Linked DNA regions of Mus musculus: region 2 is linked to region 1. A link is a contact called in public HiChIP or PLAC-seq data. All regions are on one chromosome and are shown on one strand. Each heading gives the region's core, a stretch centred on a gene start, on an enhancer-like site or on the middle of the called end of the contact. The rest is flanking DNA. Distances are from core to core; before and after follow the strand shown.

Region 1 (7,629 bases), core at 1,690-4,189:
ATGTAGACACTGAAGACGGATTGTGCTTCTCTTTTTCCCTCACATGGAGATTCATTAGGTGAAGGAGACCTCCCAACCATGATTGTCTCCAAGTGTGGGTTTGGAGCTTGTGGGCCAATCTGGAGCTCTAAAGATTTCACTATAGGAGTCTATCTCTATGTGGGGCCCTTGGTGTGGCACAGCCCTTGCAAGTGCATCATGTAGCTAGTCCTCACACAAACCCAGAGGGAGTCCTATGACTCAATAAATCTGTAATACCTCAAGGAAAAAGAGGGTAGACCCCAACCAGGAGTGCCCAATCACCTTCATAGGACCAGAAGGCCTGGCTCTGCCCTCATTGTCACATCCAGGGCACCCTGGGGAGAGGTGTGACAGAAAACTAACAAAAGAAAATTTGCCCCTGAGAAAGGGTCAGGGCCAGGCTCAGTCACTGAGGTACCTGTCAGGACCAGCCTTCTGAAGAAAGGCAGAAGCATCCCATCATAGTCCCTTGGTGCCTTGGGAAGAATGTGAGACTGCAGTCATCCTGAGTGGCCAATGAGTGAAAAAACGGCAGAGCCCAAATTTCAACTGAATATAGAAGACCTTGCTTAGTGAACCGGGATATTCATCCGTATGAGTGCGGGCCTGGGGCTGAGCTCCCTGTTGCTGTGAGACTACAGCCAGTCTCTGAGGGCTCATGAAGCTGTTTGGCTGCCTCCTTCACTTTAATGGCAGGCTGCATTAGAAAGTGACTCACCCCTGCTTTCCAAACTCTTCTTCTAGACCCCAGGCCCTGTTGTTTCCACCTCATTTCAGGCCTCGCTTCCTCAGTGTGAGGGTTGGGGTGGGGGTCCTCTGCTGTCATTTCCTCTTGGTTTTCTCACCTGCTGTCTTTTCATTTGCTTCCTGCCAGGAAATGAGTGCCCAAAGCTACAGCCTCCTGTGTACGGGAAAATCGAGCCCTCGCAGGCCGTGTATTCCTTCAAAGACCAAGTGCTCGTCAGCTGTGACACAGGCTACAAAGTGCTAAAGGTGCAGAGCGCCGCGGCCGGCCGGGAAAACACTGCCTGCCGGGTGCCTCCTAACATCCTGTTAAGCTTCCCCAAAGACTCCAGAAATTCAGAAATGATGCATTCTGGGCACCTCTCAATTCAGGACATGACACAAAGTTGTTTATCAGAGCAATGAGTTGTCCTGAATTTTTAAATAAGGTTTCATATGGCTTAAGGATGAGGGACTACAACCTTGACAAAGTTCCTCAGAGGTGCTGGAGGATGATGGTGCTGAACAAGAAGCAGGTTTAAAGGTGGCAGACGGGCACTCCTCTCACTCCCTCCAAAGTGCCAGCCCACCTAGCTACCCTTCAGAGTAAGAAAGCAAAGTTCCCACTTGCGGGCACGAGGGGCTGGAACCAGGGGTTAGGATTGTTATGTTCCCCAGGTGAACCCAATGTAGAGCCAAGCTAGAGGCCCACTGCTCTGCAGGAAGTTTCCTCGAGAAGGGCCCAGTCACCATCAACAACAGCATTACCTGGGAGCTGATTAGAACTCTGAATCCTTGGGTAGGTCAGAAGAACTGAATTGAAATCTTCGTGGCAGGGACAAGCAGCCGGTCTCCACTAGCCTTCTCTGGGTGATGCTGACCCCTTGCTCTAATTGGAGAACCTCTGCCCTAAACCCAGAGTCAAAACCATAGTTTTTCCTCTAGAAACACTTGCCCATGCCTAGCGTGTGAATGAGGCTAATGGCGACATGACATGTCATGCATTTATGGGCAAGTTTGCCTTTGAGACTCATCGGGCTAATTCCTAGTTGAAGAGAGCCAGGTTTGAAGTTTGCGTTATCTTTGTTAGGAAATATGTGCTAACCCACTCCCTCCGTCTTCCCACGCCCTCCTGGCTTCCTTTCAGGATAACGAGGTGATGGACACATTCCAAATTGAGTGTCTGAAGGACGGTGCATGGAGTAACAAGATCCCCACCTGTAAAAGTAAGAAAATCAAACGGGTTGATTCCAATGATGCATTCCTTCATGGTGGGCTTGAAGCACCGAGCATGGGGTGAAAGGCTTTGACAGAGCTCTCTGAGAGGGGCAGACAGAGATCACTAACCATGTAGTAGCTAGACCAAGGAATATAAGAGCCCAATTCAAGAATAAGATTTTGGAATCACACACACACACACACACACACACACACACACACACACACGCACGCATGCACGACGCACGCACGCACACCTTCAAACAGGGTACAAATGTGGCAAAGGAATATAAGCACATCTCAATGTCTGAAATGAGCTTTAGCTCTGGAATTGCTAGTTTGGGAAACTAGTTTGGCGCTCAGGCCCAGAGCCCAGTGGCCTTGAGTGTCTGTGTGCCAATCGCTCACCTGCTAAGTCTTCCGGGTCAGCCGCTGACTTAGGGCTGTGGGGTCATCACACAGAACCCCACTAGCTCTGGTGACCTGGAGTTCTTGCCTTGTGTGCCCCTAACGTATTACAAGACCATGGACGTTTCTGTAACTATAAAATAGAGAGTATGGAGTAGCTTTAATTCTAGAATGTGTGCCAATGGTTCTAGAGAGAAATAATCCACATAAATAAGCTATTGAGTGTTATAGAATATAGATAGATAGATAGATAGATAGATAGATAGATAGATTTCCAGCTACTACTCCATTACTTTCATACCCAAGTAATTTCAAATGTAAAATGTTCAAGGATTATAATTTTAGCAGCTATAAATAGTAACAGTGTCCTTGCAGGGGGAGGGGGACTCTTTGACTTGCTTTAGAATAGAGAATTCTAAGTTAAGATATTATAGTCAGTGCCCCTCCCACCATTTTGTGACTTTGGGTTCTGTCCCCTTTCTTTTCACTGCCACCCAGCACTCAGCCAGATCCTTTCCCACTAGGAATCCTGGTGGGAGGGCTGGGGCGGGGGCAAACCCCAGGCAGCTGAGCACAATCAAAATGGGCTGGTTTTCCTTTTCATATGGTGATGGGCTGTGGTCAGGGTCAAGTGAGGGGAAAAGACTGCCATTTTATAGCTTCAGGAATAAGCGAAGCACTCACCGAATGCCAATGCAGAGTTCAGGAGAGAGTCCAGATGGAGAAGACAAGGTCCAAGCCTGTCTTAGTCAGGGATTCTATTCCTGCACAAACATCATGACCAAGAAGCAAGCTGGGGAGGAAAGGGTTTATTCAGCTTACACTTCCATACTGCTGTTCATCACCAAAGGAAGTCAGGACTGGAACTCAAGCAGGTCAGGAAGCAGGAGCTGATGCAGAGGCCATGGAGGGATGTTCTTTACTGGCTTGCCTCCTCTGGCTTGCTCAGCCTGCTCTCTTATAGAATCCAAGACAGACAGCCCAGAGATGGCACCACCCACAAGGGGCCTTTCCCCCTTGATCACTAATTGAGAAAATGCCTGACAGTTGTATCTCATGGAGGCATTTCCTCAACTGAAGCTCCTTTCTCTGTGATAACTCCAGCTGTGTCAAGTTGACACAAAACTAGCCAGTACAAAGCCTGAGGACCTCGTATGTTCCTGCAGTAAGGTGGCCCAGTGTGCAGTGTGCCTGGGCTCTAGCAAGGTGTGTGCAGGGCCAAGCAAGGGTCATTCTGCAGACGATCAATGGAGGTTTTCAGTGTCCAGGACCGAAGCAGACTCTGTAGTTGGGAAGCTGGGGCTTTAGGTGTTTATTCTAGCAGTAGGCAATGTGTTCATACTCTTCTGGCCTCATGCCCCCTGGTCACGACTGTGCTGACAACTTACTGGATGCCTACACCCAGTGTGCCTGTAAGGAGCAGGAATACATTCCGGGTAGTGAGTGCTTAGATCTCCTCAGCCCATCCCCATCACTGGGCAGGGCTTGGTATCTCTGTCTTATGTTTTTGAAAAGCAGAAGGTGCTATTAACACTTTTTCCTGGTAAATTATAATGGGCGCCTTGAAAGAGGAAGTCACTACAACATGAGATGGTATTTTTTTAAAATAATACCTTATTTAGTTTTACTTTGTGTATTGCTATGAGTGTGTCAGATGTGGAATTGGAGTAACAGACAGTTGTGGGCTTCCATGTGAGTGCTGGGAACTGAACCCGGATCCTCTGAAAGAGCAGCCAGTGTTCTTAACTGCTTAGTCCCTCTCTCTAGCCCCTAGATACTATTATTTTATATGCCCTGTGCTAGACAGCCACAGAACATGTTAACATTTTATACTGAAAATTTGACCCAATTCATCTGCATTAAAGTATATTAGGACGGCTTCAGCTCTTATTAACACACAGCCAGCATCTCTGAGCATCTGTGGGTACCTTGTACTCTGCTAGGTCTTATACAGATAAGACTGACAAGTTGAGTCCTTGGGAATGTGAAAGTAGGGGTGAAAGAAAGAAAGAGAGAGAGAGAGAGAGAGAGAGAGAGAGAGAGAGAGAAAGCTTGCAAGGTGTGACTATGCAACACAGAGACTGGGGATGTAGCTGGGGTGGTAGCATGCTTGCTTAGAATGTACAAGGCCCTGGATCCAGTCCCCAGCATTGCATGTGCTACCACACATGGCAGCACATTATTGTAACTGCAGCACTTCAGAGATAAGAGTCTGGGGATAAGAAGATTAGAAATGTAAGGTCATCTTCAGCTATATAATGAGTTCAAGGACAGCCTAGGCCACATAACACCCTGTCTCCAAGAGAGAGACAGAGACAGAGACAGACAGACATAGAGAGAGACAGAGACAGAGGGAGGGAGGGAGGGAGGGAGGGAGGGAGGGAGGGAGGGAGGGAGGGAGGAAGAGAGAGAAAAAGAGAAAGAGAGATGATAAAAAATGTAAAGAGGAACAGGAAGTGGAAATTATGGGAATCTTGGCCCTGTCACCACAAAGTGGTGACAAGTCCTGCTATACTCTGAATGCCATCTGTCAAATAAGCATTTGGGCTGGATGAATGCAAAGCTCCCAGCCAGGGGCAGGATTTTCTCTTCCTCAAGAGCCAGGATGTAAGACTATGTAAATTCTCAGAAGGATACAAATTCAGCCATCCCAGACTGTCCTTCACAATGGCTGTGCCTAAACTTCATTCTTAGTCAGCTCTGGTGGAACGGTTTCTGTGTTTCCTGCGTGAACTATTTCTGCTTTGCTTGCTAATTTTTCTCTCTTCCTTTTCTCTCTCCTTCTCTCCCTCCCTCTCTCTCTGCTCTCTTCCTTCTGTCTCCTGATCCTCCTTTGCCTTCACCATGGTGACAGAAAGCGAGATCGAATTGGAGAAGGAGCTGGAGTCAGAGCCAGTGGCAGAGTGAATGATTGGCACTGGCGGGAACCCCACACAGTGCAACATCTGAGAATGGATTACTTACAGAGAACCCAATCCCTTCCAGAGCCACCCCACCCCGCCCCACCCCGCCCCACCCACCAACACTCCATTGCCCACTTGAGTGTGGATTAGAATGGATGCTGAGCTAGGCAGCAAGCCTCATCATCAGAAAGAGCTGCCTACCTGAGAACATTCTCTCTCTCTCCTGACGATTTACTCACCATTCAAACTTACTGCAAAAAGCAATGAAAAGACAATGGGTGATTATTTTAATCTCTCAGTGAACTGTACTCTTCTCAAAGGAAAATATGTCCTTGGGTTAAAAAAAACCACAAATTTAATGTACAATCATGTGACCTAGAGCAACATGGGCCATCACAACTGATTCACTCCATACTATAAGTTTAAGTGGGTCAGGGTGCCAACTACTTAATGACTTTCAAATCTCTGGCTTCTACTGCTGTCTTAACAACCATGGGTTTATAGACTGAATGATGACACAGAGTGTGGATGTGGGCGAGTCTGGATGTTTTCATATTCAGAAAGTGTATGTCCCTAACAACCATGGGTTTATAGACTGAATGATGACACAGAGTGTGGATGTGGGCGAGTCTGGATGTTTTCATATTCAGAAAGTGTATGTCCCAGCCACACTTTTTGGGATGAAGTTCTGTTATCTGAGGTTCTTTACTGCTGGGGCTTACAAGTTTTTTTTTATTTTTTATTTTAAACTCACTATTAAAAACCTTAAAGAAATGAACATCACATCTGGAAGCAGCAGTCTTCAGCTTAGGGTCATGGCTATAGAAACGAGCATCACATCTGGAAGCAGTGGCCCTCAAGTTGGGGTCAAGGCTATAACTAGGTCCTTAGCAATGGTGAAGAAAGGGCTGGAGAACTGCAGTGTGCATGCTGGTATCTAAAGGGCAATGTCTGTCTGAGTTCACACATGAGAGGAGGGGCCACCTCTTATTCAGTGACTGCCCAATTTGATGATCAAGTGACCTAGATCCCTAGGGTTCTGACCTTGGTGAGGGCAGAATCCCATGAGTGTGGGTGGGTTCTGGAGACTGAGGTGCTGTCTTGGGGTAAAAATGCCCTTGATAGATAGGAGATGAGAGGGATACCAAAGACAAATGTCATCCGGGCAAATGTTTGTTTATCAGCCCCCACAAGAACATAACCTACCCCAGCTAGCAGTGTTACAAATGTACCATATATCAGCGGTGGGCCAGGTGGGCCAGGTAATACCTGTAAGAGGGAAGTGATATTCTGGAGAGTCTGATGACATTGGAGTACAGGTAACCTGAGGGAAAGAGAATGAGGCCAGAATGGGCATGTGGCATCATCCTTGGTCCTGAGTACCAGGTCAGATGCTCTGTATTGCTCTGTAAGAAGCCCTTGATTTGCAGAACAGTGTGTTTAGAGCTCAGGCCAAGAAAAATGTATTGGAAGAAACATAAATGGCAGTAAGAACTAGCCAGAGACACAAGGTATGGGGCAGTGCAGCTCATAGCAGAGTGGTGAGCAGAGCAGGCTGCAGAGAGAGGAGAAGAACATCCTGAGTCTAGGGTGTAGGAGGGGCCTAAGACAAGCATAGAACAAGCTTACTAAGTCAGCTGGAGACAGTTTCTGATGCACACTGATTGGGTCACCCAACACTGCTCTTGGGAAAGTTATCTCTTCTCAGAGACATGACTTTCTCCCTGTCATTCTGCATGTAGGAAGAAGGATGCTCCTTCCACACTGACTACAATCAAGCTGATATGACCCTTTGTTTTCTGTTTACCACCCTCCTCTCTCTGGCAACCATATGAGTGGGCAGAGTGACTTATCTGGGGTGACAAGAAAGCATGCCCTCTATTCAGAAAGTGTCTCCTATAAGCATCAACCATTCAAGGCCAAGGCCAAACATTCAGTCCTTCCACTAGGGACAGGAGAGTTGGGTCATGAGGATTATTGAGGCCAAAGGAACTCTCAGAAAGCTCGGGGGTGAGGGGTAGGGACAGTAGTACCAGCATCCTGTCTAGGGTAGACAGGCAGAACAAACATCTGCTTCCAGTCTCATCAGGAGAGTACAGTCTACTTATGGTTTTAAATAGCAACTTGTATCCTGCATTATCCCAGTCTTATCCATCATGTTAAGACTAGGGTTAGAGTTAGGGTTAGAGTTAGGATTAGGGTTAGAATTAGAATTAGGGTTAGGTTCAAGGCCTAGGTTTCACAAACTACAAGAACATCTATATTCTGGCTTAACAATGCAAATTAAGTGATTTGTTCAAGGAACTTGAAGGCCAGGACCCCTTTGTGTAAGAAATACTCATATGATCTTCCTTCC
Region 2 (7,629 bases), core at 2,852-5,351, 38 kb before region 1:
TGGTCATTCTGACTGAGATGACATAGAATATACCTCAATGACATTTTAATATGAATTCCCTTGATGGCTAAGGATGCTGAATATTTTCCTACTTGTTCTCTGGCTCTTTGTGAACGGTCTGTTCATTTTATTGTTTACTTGGGATGTTTGACTTTGGAGCATTTAGGGTTTTCAGTTCTTCAGGTAGTCTAGGGATTAGCCTGTCAGACAGGTAGGTGGCAAAGATTTCCTCCCGTTCTCTCTGTTGTCTCCTTACATTATGTCCTTTGTTCTGTAGCTACCTATTAATTTCACAAAATAATGTGTCAATTCTTGATTTTATTTTGTGAGCTCCTAGAGGCCTTTTCAGAAAGTCTTTCCCTGTGTCTATATCTTGACACACCTTCCCCGTGCTTTTCTCTAACAGAATCAGAATTCCAGGTCTTACATGAAGCCTTGTGTGTGTGTGTGTGTGTGTGTGTGTGTGTGTGTGTGTGTGTGTGAGACACTTTTCAATTGATTTTTGTACAGCATGAGAAATGGGAATCTAGTTCCATTCTCCTACCTGAGAGTACCTAGCTTTCCTGGGACTACTATTGAAGAATGTTTATTTTTAACATATGTGTAAGTAAACAATGTCCATTATGTGTGAAAGACCCTAAGCACTTTGTCAGAAAACCCTTAAAACTGATAAACACAGGAAAGTAGGAGGATCAAAAACAAAATAAAAATCAGTACCTTTCCTATATGTGTTGAGAAAGGAATCAGGAAAATAATCCCACTTATAATAATGCTTTATGAGGTATGCATTAAAAATGGTATAATCGTGCCAGGCGGGGTTTCACAGTGTCAGATTCAGCAACCACACTGAAGTGAATTTGAGTGTCCCTGGATGAAGCATGGGCATTCTTTTAATTTCTCACAGTTGTGATGACCAGGAAAGTCTGAAGGTAATGGTATTGGGCATTGTCCTGGTCGAGGTGCTGAGCGACCTAACGTTTAGTTTTTGTTTTGCTTTGGTTTTTGATTCAGGTGTCACTGTGCCTCCTAACTAGCCTTGACTTTGCTGTCTTCTTGTCCGCCCTTTGGGAACAGGGATTATAGTTGTGCTCCACCACATCTGTGATTCTAAATTGCCTCAAGCTCTTTATTTATTTCTTAGATATTCAAAAGGAAGCCTGAGTTTCAGACTTTGACCCCTGCCCTGCCAAAGAACAACCCACTGACCAAATTCTTTACATTTTCTGACACATTCATAGCATTCCAGAAACTTTCACTCAGACACTACAAAATAAATACTTTGGTAGAAAATGTAAACCCCGGTGTTCCAGGGTAGGAAAACTATAGGACTCATTCTCACATAAGCTGCCTTTCTGATAGATAGGGCTTCCTGACTGTGGCGAGAAGGCCAGGGCTCTGAGCTCACCCCTGTTGTCCCCATTTCTTTGCTTAGAACTAAGAACTATTGGTTCCTTGTGTGCATTTTAAGCCACTTTTTGTCAAACTTTTAAAGAGACTAATTGAATCTTTCCAAACATAATTTTTCTTAATAGCCGTGATAGGATTCTGAATAATGAATGACGACACTGTCAGAACCACAGGGAAAGCAAGCGACACCACTGTGGGGTTCCTCTGGCCTCCTACCTCAGTGCAGGCGAGCAGCCTCTCATCCGTGCATCTTCTCAAGCCCACATCATGTTCTATGTGCTCACACTCAATGAACTGATACCCCACAAAGAAAGTAGGTGACTTGCCTGAAGCTGCAACTACTGGGACTACAGCCCAGTGCTCCAAACCCCAGAGCAGCACGGCCATCCTCTCACACCTGGGTATGATGGAGACACCTCAGGGAGTCTTCATTAAAAGCATAGTGCAAGCCAGTGGGCAGCTGCAGGAGTCACACACCCAGAGCCTCCACTGCACCTCTGTGACTGTGTGCATTCCAGCAGCTCCAACCGAGCCTTGGCTGACACCTAAGGACGCCATATAGCAGAGCTGCTGCAAATTGCTAGAATGTTCACTCAGAATACCCTTCAAGTGTCTCCCATTGATCACTGGCAGTCTTTAAAAAGCTAGGGCAAGAAGCTATTTCTGGAGGTCTAATTGCTCTCTGTGACACTTTACAAGGGGTAGCTTATGGCTTTCCCTCTCAAACTCTTCCCTCTGTGCCCAGATCTAGAGTGAACGCCTTTCCTTAACATATGCTAACTCCAGAGAGGGTGGGCTCAGCTGCAGGGAGAATTGCCGGACTCCTTCCCCGGGCAAGGCCACTGTGCACTGTGTGCGTCTTGCCAAGTTCTTTCTCCTTTGGTTTGAAAACCCTTGTGTATTCCAAAAGAAATGCAGCCCATGTGTTTCTGATTCATTTACACTTAAATCATTAAAATGTTTTTTTGTGAGAGTTATTTGATGTCTAAAGAGCCTGACAGTCTGCTTAATGGAGATTTTACAGGGTTTTCTTTCTTGTCCTGCCTGAAACAGAGACCATTTCTCTCGGGCAATGCCTGAGTTCAAACCTCCCTCCTCATCACACACACTTACACTACATTATCAGCCAGAGCCTCATAATCATGCCAATCACACAAGGCTGGCACTCAGGAAAGCTAAACTGGAGAACTTGGAGGAAAGACAAGAAGGGGTTACAGTAAATGTCAAATCTTTGCTCCCCCCAAAATACGTCAAGGAGAGCTATCTCAGGGTGGAGAATGTGTTTGGCACCTTGATTCAGGTGGCAGGTGGCCTTCTGCATGACTGAAAAGCAGCTCATCCTCAAATTCTCACTTGTGCCTCGTTACAGTTTCCATTCAGCGAACAAAGAGATGGGATCTGAAACAGTGCTGTACGCAGCCAGGTTGGTCAGAAAACATAGATCACCGTTAAAGTCTGGATCAGCATCTAAAGCGCTTGAAATAGTTCAGGACTCGGTTTCTCTGTTAGTGGATGTATGTGGTTTGCAAACGCCACGTGCTCTGTGATACGTTACCGAGACGTGGTGTCATGGAACCCATGAGAGATGGACTTCTTCCTCCCTTCCTAAGTGTATGACCACTTCCTCTGGGCACTTTCTTTACTGGAGTTATAATGCTACCACAGGCCTGGACAAGGTTCTCGAAGGAACGAGTGGGGCCAGGGTTAGCGCCCAGTGGCTCTTCTAACAGCTGGCTTGAGGTGGCAATGGCTCCAGAAGTGGTAGTGGGATCCTGGATGCCTTGGCCAGTCCTATAATCTTGTTAAGACATCATTTTCCCACCTGGAAAAGATCCATCAGAGAGAACCCTCAGAAGTTTGTGGAAGTGATTTAGACAGCGTTTGTGCCTGGCGCTGAAATGATGCAGGTGAGCGGGCCCACCCACCTCACACGCCCTTCAGCGCAGGCTGCCACTTTTGTGTGTTGGGGTTATTACTGTGGAAGGGCCTCTGTCGGACTGAGATGTCGGACTGCAGAGATGATACTGTGGTGGAGTTACAGTAGGGGTTAGCTGTGGAGAGGGTTATATGTGGTGCTGTCTTTAGGAAGAGGGCTCTCTTATTACTCAGCTCAGCATAGATCTGCTGTACGTTTCTCTATGGGGCCTGAGGCACTGACAGCACACAGGCACAGTTCTTTCTAGATGCATGGGGCACCTGGCTCTCTGGCTTTGCTGAAGCCTTTTTCCCAACTGGGTAAATTAGATCTCTGCATGCTTGCAGTTAGACAGTGCCACGCAGCAGCCTTTCAAGTGGGGAGAGTAAGTAGCCAACTGCAGGAACTGGTGCTCCCTCACCAGCGGGGCCAGCCACGAGGTTTTCAGAAGGAAAAAAAAAAAAAAAAAAAACCTGTGGATGTCCACGAACAGGCTGAGGCTTGGAATCTGCCTTCTTTTTTATAATCTCCTAGAACTGCCTTTTTAGTTGGCTGTTTCTGTTTAATTGTTCTTTTGCTGGGGTCCTAAAGTAGAACAATTATAGCCATCAGGCAAGGGAGGCTGAAGAGAAATTACTCTCTCTCTCTCTCTCCTCTCTCTCTCTCTCTCTCTCTCTCTCTCTCACACACACACACACACACACCTCTAAGTCTCTCAGATTTTTTTCTCAAGGGCTGCAGTCCCTCCCTAGGAGGGGACTGGCTAACAGATCTTGCAAGGAAACAGTCTGTCAGGTCCCTCCGAGTGTACATAAGCTCAGACAGAGAGAGGAGAGAGGGAAAGCCAGAGGGAGAGGGGGAGAGGGGATCTGTTGCAGGCAGGAGAAGGCGTGACCTGAATGGAGAATGCCAGCCAATTCCAGAGACACACAGGGACCTCAGAACAAAGATAAGGCATCGCTGACACCACACCGGGGACTGGGACGAGCTCACAGACAAGTCTGGCAGAAGGAACCAAAGCCAGGAGCTCACAGAGCAGGAAAATGAGGTGAGTGCCTGGTCAGGGGACCGAGTGGAGAGCAGCCCGCTGGGTCTGACCTTGTCTCTAGGCAGACTCACCTGCTTATCCTCTGGGCGGCTGGGGATGGGGGAGTCTCATCAATCCTGGGGGCCCTGTCCCTGGGGCACCTTCCCAGGGACTCCGGAGAGTCGCAACTTGAAACCAGATAGTTTGTGCAAAGCCTGCTCCTGGCGAGGCTGAGGCTCAGATTTCTCTCTCTGCCAGCACAGGGTGCTGCCTACTGGCCAATGCGATCCTCCTCCTCCTCCTGCCCACAAGGCTGATTCTTCTTTTTGCTGCTCGGCAAAGAGCACTGATTTCTTTCTCCCAACACTTTGAGAGTTAGATAATGTGTTTGTGTGTTTATATTTTTTTTTTCTGACCGGAAAAGACAACAGTTCCCCCCACAGCCTCACTTGTGGTTTCTTGAGCCTTCAGAAGTTTGCCAGTTAAACCTCAATTTAGAAAACTAGAAACCTGTCCCCATTTTACAGTTCCCTATAAATTCTGCATTTCTCACTGAAATCAGAGGCAGCTGGTGACATGAATCAGGCTAGGAAATGCACCAAATGGCTCTTAAAGAGACACCACAGTTTTTTTAAGGAGCATGTGGGATTCAGAAACCTACCACTTTAAATTCTAATGGGCTTGAAGCTCTTCAACCTTCCCTGTTTCTTGTGTCCCTTCATGTTCCTCACCAGGCATTTCTTATAAGCTTTACCAGAGTCTGAAACCCCAACTATCCTAATTATTGTTATCACTTGTAAGTGTCAAAAAGAGCAAGGAAACACACTCTGGAGATGTGTTAAGTCCCTACACACCTATTTTCCATTCGCTTTCCTTTAAATCAGGAAAGTTTCTATTTGTTTCTTTTCTTCAGTCACCTGGTAACTTGCTCAGTCCAGGGCCAATAAAGAGTGAGCTTCCATCTGTGTAACTTTGGATTGCATTGACCTATGCCTAGGAGGAAGAGCTGTCTCTAAAAGTTCATTCCGTCATTCTGATCTTGTAAAGTTGTCCTTTGGTTTTGTTCATTTTTCCCTTCTTCTGAAACAATGGCTTTTCTTCCTTTGTACTGTGGAATGATATTCTGCCTTACCTGTGCCTCAGCCATCCCAAAAGCTCACCGTTGTATATGCTTAACCCTCAATTTAGGACAACCCTCCCAGGTATTTCGCTCAACATTGTGTCCTCGTTTCTGATCTCCATCCCTCAGACATGGCATCTCTTCCTTTGTTCTCATCTGTGGCCATATTTCTTGTCATCTCTGGCGTGGCTACTGATTTAAATGTCCACTTCCCACTTCCGAGGGATGTAACCAATGTCTTCATCTTTGTAGGTCTTCATGGTCATGTGACCAGCACCTAACATCATGTTCCTTTCTAGTAGAAATTCAGTAACTATGACAGAGTCGAATTCAATTACTGAATATCAAAAAGAAGTTCTAGGAAAGTGTCCTGCTGGCTGTCTCTCAGGGGTCTGGACTCACAGGCACACAGCACTTGAGTCACTTTCATGAGCATTGCTTCATCCTGGCTTCGGGTTTCATGTGACATAAGGATTAATGGGAACATGAGATAGAAGCCATTAAGCAACTTGCCCAGGGCCACACTGATGATCTGGAAAAGGCCCAGACTCATTCTTGTGTCTTTGGGCTCCAATCATTTTCCTGATATATTCTATGAGGCTCTCAATCCCAGCTGCAGATTACAATGGTCTATGGTACTCGAGGAATGCCAGTCCCCAGGCGATAGAACAGAGTTTCGTGCACAGGGGAGGGGTTCAAACATTAGTATTTTTTTTTAATTTCCACATAAAGCTATGGGGTTTTTTTTTTAATTATTTTTTCACAGGATTAATTGCTTTGGCCAGATGCCTGGGCATGATACGGGCATGGATCCAACTTCTTCTCTGAGCTTTTGTTATTCTTTTCTTCTGTTGGAGTTAATTCACCATATGGTATTTGGCATGATATGCCATCTCTTAGGATATACTTTTCATCGTCTGTCAAGTGAGGCTGGTGGGTAAGGGAGCTCTGTAGTCTCTTCCAACACTGAATCTTAAAAATGGAGTGTTGGTGGCGTGTACATTGAAATGAGCGGAGCAAATGGAGAAGCTAGGGCGTGCCCCTGACGCCACAGTCTGACTCTCCTAGCTTCTTTATGTGTCTCTGATGGCCTGCTCTTATCACGGAGACTGTGAAATCCCAGCTCTCTGTATCACTTTTGACATTTCAAACAAATGCAGCTCGACTGTTTTTGATCTGCTGGGGGAGAGATAACAGGTGTCAGGACTTATACAGCCGGTGCCTGGTGCAGAAGAAGTCAAAACAGGATTGCGATGAGAAGCGAACGCTGCCGTGTGCCTCCTTTGGTTCACAGCCCCTAAGGCAAGCAAGCAAGCATATGTTTCAGCCTCTCACATGAATGGAGATATCTGCTTCATGCATCTAAGTCTGTCTCGAGATGCAAAGAACAGAACACTCCACAGGCTTCTCGTGTACGCACATTCACCGGCTGCCTAACCGCACAGGGCCCCGAGGCCTGGGCTGAGGGGTCAGTCAGATGCCAGCCTCAGCAGAACTGGCCTGAGGAGGCTTTCTCCTCTGTGTGTTCTGGGGAAAAAGCACATGGGGAGAAAGTCGACCTTTCAGCCTTGTGCAATTCAGTTGTCACTATTGCAGGGAAGTTGGGCTTGTGAGCCAAAGCTCAGGCCTTTCAGCGTGTGGTGTGGCAGAGTCATCAGAACAAGCCTTTGCCCAGGGCTGGATACTTGAAGCTCATCCGAATGCTCCCGAGCAGACAGTCCTGTGGGAAGTCACCATTATTACCATGTGTAAGATGAGGAAACAAATGGAGGGTTCCCTCGACTTCCCCAAACTGGGCAGGAGAGTAACGTCAAGGCCTAGAGTTAAATCCATCCTCCCATGCTAGATAGTCTCAGTCCCAGTAAGGAACGTACATTTCCTCAGTCAGAAATGGGGTTCCTGGGCCTCGAATGTTAGCCCCTGAATTCCCTTTTCCTATAAATTCACTAGGTAACTTGGACCTGTGCCTTCTTTCTCTGCCTCCAAAGCCCTTCCTTTGCTGATTGCTTTAGGACAATATTGACCTTGGCCCCTGGATTGAAACATGTTGTTTTCCTACTAGCATCCCACATGTCACGATTGCACGGGCCTTGGGGAAAATTTTAAGATGATGTTATTTTCTTTGTGAGTAAGAGCAATGCATGATCAATGTGTTTTCTT

What was found. HiChIP or PLAC-seq counts read pairs in DNA pulled down with a chosen protein or histone mark.
Region 2: a contact with region 1 is called in an H3K27ac HiChIP or PLAC-seq map of embryonic stem cells, with 7 read pairs. The contact joins the promoter of Masp1 here to the enhancer-like site in region 1. A contact is called at or near these places in 1 of 39 promoter capture datasets (liver), 1 of 15 datasets of contacts at CTCF or cohesin (the NIH/3T3 cell line), 14 of 484 Hi-C or Micro-C datasets (the C2C12 cell line, Sertoli cells, cerebral cortex and 5 more), 3 of 115 datasets of contacts at active chromatin or transcription factors (embryonic fibroblasts, embryonic stem cells and heart atrium) and 2 of 9 other capture datasets (adipose tissue and liver).

What each region holds. Positions count from the first base shown.
Region 1 is chr16:23,477,736-23,485,364 of GRCm38.p6, reverse strand. Masp1 (mannan-binding lectin serine peptidase 1) reads left to right here. Exons shown (of 11, transcript NM_001359083.1): 7 at 896-1,014; 8 at 1,892-1,970. Among named protein-coding and RNA genes, the nearest start is that of Masp1, 39 kb to the left of the region's middle. Within about 2 kb of position 2,939, at least 3 of the 459 cell types and tissues checked have an H3K27ac peak or open chromatin away from gene starts, as enhancers often do. A contact at or near this core is called in embryonic stem cells, where this site is marked.
Region 2 is chr16:23,517,287-23,524,915 of GRCm38.p6, reverse strand. It overlaps Masp1 (mannan-binding lectin serine peptidase 1), which reads left to right and starts at 4,101. Exons shown (of 11, transcript NM_001359083.1): 1 at 4,101-4,370. The coding sequence starts at 4,366. It also overlaps a transcript of Rtp4 not described here.